2 separate regions of the Sus scrofa genome follow, and region 1 is linked to region 2. A link is a contact called in public Hi-C data. All regions are on one chromosome and are shown on one strand. The core of a region is the stretch at or near the end of the contact, and the rest is flanking DNA. Distances in the headings are between cores, read along the strand shown.

Evidence for each region. A called contact is a pair of places that touch in the nucleus more often than the background predicts.
Region 1: a contact with region 2 is called in a Hi-C map of omental adipose tissue, with 1.8 times the contacts expected there. The contact joins two enhancer-like sites. A contact is called at or near these places in 6 of 47 Hi-C or Micro-C datasets (brain, epiblast stem cells, liver and 2 more) and 1 of 2 datasets of contacts at active chromatin or transcription factors (skeletal muscle).

What each region holds. Positions count from the first base shown.
Region 1 is chr6:9,523,783-9,526,714 of Sscrofa11.1, reverse strand. The region is part of intron 8 of WWOX (WW domain-containing oxidoreductase); the gene reads left to right. Among named protein-coding and RNA genes, the nearest start is that of WWOX, 350 kb to the left of the region's middle. Within about 2 kb of position 1,489, at least 4 of the 83 cell types and tissues checked have an H3K27ac peak or open chromatin away from gene starts, as enhancers often do. A contact at or near this core is called in omental adipose tissue, where this site is marked.
Region 2 is chr6:9,325,915-9,329,151 of Sscrofa11.1, reverse strand. All of the region lies in intron 8 of WWOX (WW domain-containing oxidoreductase), which reads left to right. Among named protein-coding and RNA genes, the nearest start is that of WWOX, 540 kb to the left of the region's middle. Within about 2 kb of position 1,256, at least 27 of the 83 cell types and tissues checked have an H3K27ac peak or open chromatin away from gene starts, as enhancers often do. A contact at or near this core is called in omental adipose tissue, where this site is marked.

The DNA.
Region 1 (2,932 bases), core at 240-2,739, 200 kb before region 2:
CTTGGCGGGCATCGCTTCTCTGGGGGCGTTTACTGTTTCCTTGTCTTCCTTCTCCTGGTCACTTCTCAGGTCTCTGGACCTTTACAGGGTGTGCCTGCCCTCAGCAGCCTTTTTTTTTTTTTTTAAAAAAAAACAAAACAGACAGAAGCAGCTTCATCCACACATAATGCACTCACCATATAATTCATTCATTTAAAATGTACAATTCAGTGTTTTTTGGTGTATTTACAGAGTTGTGCGTGTATCACTGCCATCAGTTTTAGAATATGTTTATTAGCCCCAGCAGGTCCACACTCCTTGGCCCTCACCTCAGTTACCCCTTCTCCCAGCCCTGGGCAACCACTGGCCTGCTTTCTCTATTAGTGGATTTGCTGGTTCTGGACATTCCCTATAAACCGATGGTGCAACATGTGGTCTTTTGTATCCGGCTTCTTTCACTTAGCAGAATGTTATCAAGGCTCATCCCGGTTGTAACATATATCAGTGCTTTGCGGTTTTCTCTTTTTCTCTTTTCTTTTCTTTTTTGGCTCTGCCCGTGGAAGAGCCCAGGCCAGGGATTGAACTTGTGCTGTAGCATCGACCCAAGCCTCTGCCGTGACAACACCAGATCCTCAACCCGCTGTACCATAGAAGAATTCCCGTACTTTGTTTCTTTTTATGACTTCATAATATTCCTTCGTGTGGGTGTACCACATTCAGTGCATCCATTCATCACCTGACGAGCATCTGAACTGTTTGCAGTTTCTGGCTGTTAGGAATCATGCTGCTCTGAGAATCTGTGTACATGTCTTAGAGTGGATTATCTTTCCATTGCACTGTTTTTTTACAGCATGTCCTAAGCAGTATCGCCTCAGCCATTAGGGAAGTGTCTTAAAATGTTTGGCATCAGAGATAAGTCATTATTCCAAAGTGGACAGCTCTGGGTCAGGGGCCAGGAGACCTGGGGGACCCTGTGCGCCTGCTGGTTGTCCTCGGACTGTGAGTGGCTCAGCTCTTGAGAAGAAGGAAAGCACTCACAGCTCCTCTCCTAGGCCTCCTGCTTCTAGAGATCACGCACTTTGCGAGAGAGGTGGTGCCATGTCCCTGGATCCCTACAAGACATCAGTATTGTTTGTGTGATGAATGAGTCCACGCCGTGGCTATTGAATGTATTTGCACCTTCTAACAGTGTCGTCTTGCCTGTGTCGCTGACTGGTTTTGAGATTTATGAGGCCTCACTCAGAAGCAATGTGTGTCTGGATTAAGGGAACCTGAGAATCACTATTTATGTCTGACCCGAGGAAGTTCCCTTTAAGCTGCTTATCAGAGGTGCATGCTGAGAGCATGATGGGAAGATGGAGTCTTCCATCCGCTGGCAAAATCTGGAATCTGCTCTCACTCCATTTTAACTGGAGTGACAATAAGCTAACAGACCCATAGGTCTACCCGGAAGTATCTGCTGACAGCTTCACTTTTGTAAATTGAGTTGAAAAACTACCTGTGCTCTAATTCTGATTTTTCCCGATACTCCAAGTCTTCAGTGTGGATTAAAACATCATCCCTTTTTGTAAAAATCGAAACAAAGCAACTTTGATCTAGGTGATTTAGGAGAAACTAAATATGCCTCTAATTTCACTACCAGTATAGTGAATATTTATTTTCCACTTAAAGGGCTATCAGTGCTCCACGATTTTTGCATTTGCAATTTGAAAGCTACCAGAAAATTTCCACATTATTAAAAAATTAAGTTTCTCTCGAAAATATTCCCTGTGCAGACGCTAACACATGTGTATGCACTATTTCACCACCAGGGGGCATTGTGGTTTGACTGTCCATTTAAACAGCCCACATTCTATCAGTTTACCCAGGAAATAGAAGGCCTGGGCATATTTCTGATTCCTTCCAAGAAGGAGCCATATCTGGGAGAGAACAGATGTCGATTCTTTTTCCTTACTAGCAAACGGTAGTGTTGTCAAATTTGCTAAACTTAGCCAGTCGAAGATTAACATGCAGTATATAATATGCATGTGCCTAACTGTACAATAAGTAGTAAATCACATTTTTATGCTTTCTCTGAACTTGGAAGCTGCAAGTTATTTTTTTTTTATTCCCTGGGTGTGATGAAATAAATAACATTCAAATACATTTTAAAGATGTCAGTCAGCGGGGGGAAAAAAAGTGCTTGGCAACTGTGTTTGATAGATTTCTTTTATGATTAATTCTCCTATTAAGTTTTAATGACTTTAAAGATATAAAGCTAGAAACCACAAAACTAGGCATGGTTAATAAATAACTGAAATTCCAGGTGTATAGAAATGCATGTGTGGAAAAATGAAATCGTATATTCTCTAGGATGTATGAGGAAACGGCTCTCTGGAGAGTCTAGAGAGTCAAATATCCCCAAAAGGGAGGGGACAAGTTTAAAAACAGGGAACTCAAGGAGATTGTCTTCCTTTAGGAAAATCCTAGGAAAAACGTACTCTCTAAGATTAACCAATGTAAAGTAAATTATCTTACGAGCCAGTAATTTTCAGCAAGATGGTGGTTCTCTTGGATGGAATGCATTTCTCCATTTTGGCTTTTTAAAGTGTCTCTGTCCACAATTTCAAGTATTTCTCCCAGTTCCTCTTCACACTTTTCTCCCCAGGCTCATCTGGCCTGGAAGATGTGTGCTGATTCATTGTTTTGTAAATGTTCAAAAGCCTGCCTGGTCCCAGGAGTGGGGATCGGAGTGGCAGTATTTCAGCAATGCTCTCTCTCTCTCTCTTCTTCCTCCTGCACCCAGAATGTATGAACCAGGACTCAGCTCCTGCACAGAACATCTCTGGGAGTCGGGGAGAATTGAAGAATCAATTCTAGTTTCCACGTGGCAGGAGTGAGGCTTGCCTGGGGCTGGCGGGGTCCCCCACTCCCTGAAACACCCCCTCCACGTCCGAGCCTGTGTGTTCACGCT
Region 2 (3,237 bases), core at 7-2,506:
GCACTGAATGCAGGACCACCAGAGTTGGTATCGTGGCTGCAGCAGTTTTTAAGTGTGTGCACGAGTGTGTGTTTGTGTGTGTGTGTGCGTGTGCATGCATGTTTAGTCCTTTAGCCTCCTCTGTTACTCGGGGGTCTTCATTCCCATCCTCTACCAGCTCACCAGCCCCCACCTCAGCCCCCAGAGCAAACAGGACAAAGGTTTATTTGTCACTGGAGAATGATGCAAATCCAGGCTCTTCTCTTTCGCAGACCAGGGCTCTCCTAAGTGTCACGCACCCATGGTGGTCCCCTCGGGCAGGGGTCCACCAACTGCAGTCCACCACCGAGGAGTCTGGTTTTTATCAATAAAGTTTTATTGAAACACAGCCACACTCTTTGTGTAGGAATGCTGCGGGCTGCATTCACATTACAACAGTTGAGTCGTGGTCCCACAAAGCCTAGACTATTTCCTGTGGCCTTTTTAAAATAGAATTGCCGACCCCTTAGGGTTGCCAGATTTTGCACATAAAAATACAGGATGCTTATTTAGCTTTGAATTTCAGAGAAACAATCATTTTGTTTTATTTTATTTTATTTTAGCCAAACTGTGTCACACACTTAGCTGGGCATCCTGTGTTTTTTAATCTGGCTACCCTTGACCCTGCACCAGGGTACAGGAAGCAAGCATTGCAGCTTCTGTCTGTCTTTGAGCTCATCCCATTTCAATTCCATTTCTTGCAGTGTTTCCTAATATCACCTCTAGGGGTATGTACCTCATTTGTAGATAAAGACGGCTACAGCTGTTGGGAGGGGATGCTCCAGTTTTCACTGCACTGCTCGTGGCGCATGATCAAAGCAGTGTGGAGACGGAGAGAGCAGGAAACCCTCCCGCCCACGGAACCAGCCTGGGCTTCCGGTGGGACCGACAGCTGGAGAATGCGGCAGAAGGAAAGAATGCAAATTCCAGCTCAGGGTGGTCTGAGTTGCTTGAGCACCCTGGGTTCTGTGTCCTCACGAGATTTGGAGAAAACAGGTAGTTCCTAGGCTGGGTTATGATGAAACCCCATCGGGTGTTTGTATCGTCGGTGACCAGAGCCTGAGGGGTGTCCTCCATGTCCTGCGAGTGTTCTCTTTGCTGCAACGCACGTGAAATGAAATCTCCAGGGAGCAGAACGCACAGAGGGTCCCCAGGGCACGGCGTCGGCTTCTGTCCAGTCAGGCCTTCCCTCTCGAGCAGCCTTGTGGCCACACCAGTGACTCATGCGGGGGCTTAGCTGTTTGTGTCCGGAGAGCTCAGAGCACTCTGCCCTGTGGTTTCAGTTCCCATGGGCCTCGGCGACACAGTTTTGTTTCCACTTTGGTTTATCCTGTGAGTTTCCAGCCTCTTTTGTATCTTGCGAAAGTTTGCAGGGAATCGTTTGAAACAGTCCCCCGAGCAGCCGCTGCCATGGCCGTCGGGGTTCATGGTGAGAGCCCGGCAGGGGCGTCCGGTCAGGCCACGGTCACTTCCTGGGCTTCCAGAGGGAGGCGGGAGAGGGCCCTGGCTTCTGGGAGGACAGAGGGGTCAACACGCTGCAAAGCATGACACCCCCCTCCCCACCCAGCACACTCAGCCCACAGCAGTACAGGGACAGCCCGGGAACGGGTCCAGCCACCCCCTCAACTCCGAAAACGCCCACCGCTCTCCTCCGAGGGGGAGATGCTGCCCCGCAGTCTGAACAGCTTCCTGGCTACGCAGCCTGGCAGGTCAGCCCCGATTCCTGTCCGCTGCCAGGACGTGGAGAAGGCTGGCAGAGGGGAGCCACCCACTGCGTGTGAGGTGACAGACATGGGTTGAGAGGGGAATGATGGCCCTCTTGGTCCCTCTGAGGCCAGCAGTCCCATTCTCTCCTAGAGAAGAAGTGCTTTCCACCATTCATCTCTCCTTTCAGTAGCAGGTTCTTCCCGCCATCATGCCCAGCACTACACACAGGGGTTACGAGGTGACTGAGACTCAGCCACCCTCAAGAAGCATCGTTTAGAGAAGAAATTAGGATAGTAGTAGATTTTTTAAGGCAGTGTGATGGGACTTGGGGTGCAAGAAAGCAGTGTGCCCTATCAGAACACTGTGCAGGGGTATTCGGCACAGCTGAGAAGGTGCTACTTCAGCTGGGTTTGGAGGGCTGAGTAGGAGTTTGTTAGAGGAGGAAGGAAACAGAACTTATAAAGCTCCTAGGCTCAAAATGGCAGGGTGTGTCTGAGAAGCTGCACATGCTTTGGGGTTTTTATTTACTTGCTTGAGTAGCTGCAGGTGCCCTGTGTGCAGAGGTGACAAGAAGGACCAGGTTGGGGTACACTGCATTTCCCATAGCTGAATGCAAAGTGGAAAACAGGAATTCCTAAAGAGATAAAAAGTAAAATGGGCTTCTTGACCCAAAAACCTATGTGGTGCCTTGACTAAAGTCATCCATTGAGCAGAGAACAAAACTCACATTTTTCCCAAAGCTTTAACAGCCCCCGCCTTCCACCTCATGCTCACAGCCTGCCCTGATCCGATCCACCCCAGCCCCAGCCTCCCTGGCGCCTTGCCTGCCCCTGCCCCCCTGGCACATAACCGTTTGTTCCAAGGGGGCCAACAATGCTTGCCATTTGGAATTTCTTGAGGAAGAAACTAAGGGCCTGAGAGGACAAAGAACTTACCTTAGGAGATGGAGCCAGGTCAGGGTGGAGTCTGGACTTGAACCTGCGTCTCTTTGTCAAAGCCAAAGTCCTTTCCCCCAGGCTCTTTCCTGGAAGAAGTCAGCCTTCATGGCACTCGATCAGTTCCTGTTAGTGATTGATGGATCGCAGTCAGATTTTTTAGCCAGCTTTGGCTGAGCTGGCCATCCTCCCTCCCCCAGTCCCTCCGCCACCCCCTTCCAAAGCCTGAGTTTCCAGGGCTTCTCGCCACGGGTACTTGGCTTTGAAAAAAACGAGCTTATTTTTCCTGCTTGTGTATCCTGGCCTTTCTCCCCCTGCTCACGCACAGCTGAGCCAGGTGCTGAAAGGTGCCATCTGGGGGGACCTCTTTTTAATGGTCCTGTTTGGGGGTCCCTCCCCAGAGAGGGGCTTGCGGGAATCTTCTCCCAGAGCCTCTTTTTCTTGGATCCGCTTGGAGATGTAACATTTCAAAGCCCTGCTTGGCTGGAGGACTTTTTATTGTAAACATAAAACCGTCATTGAAACAGTAAACGTTTTACAGCTGTTTTTCAGCACATAAATTTTCATGGACACCCAC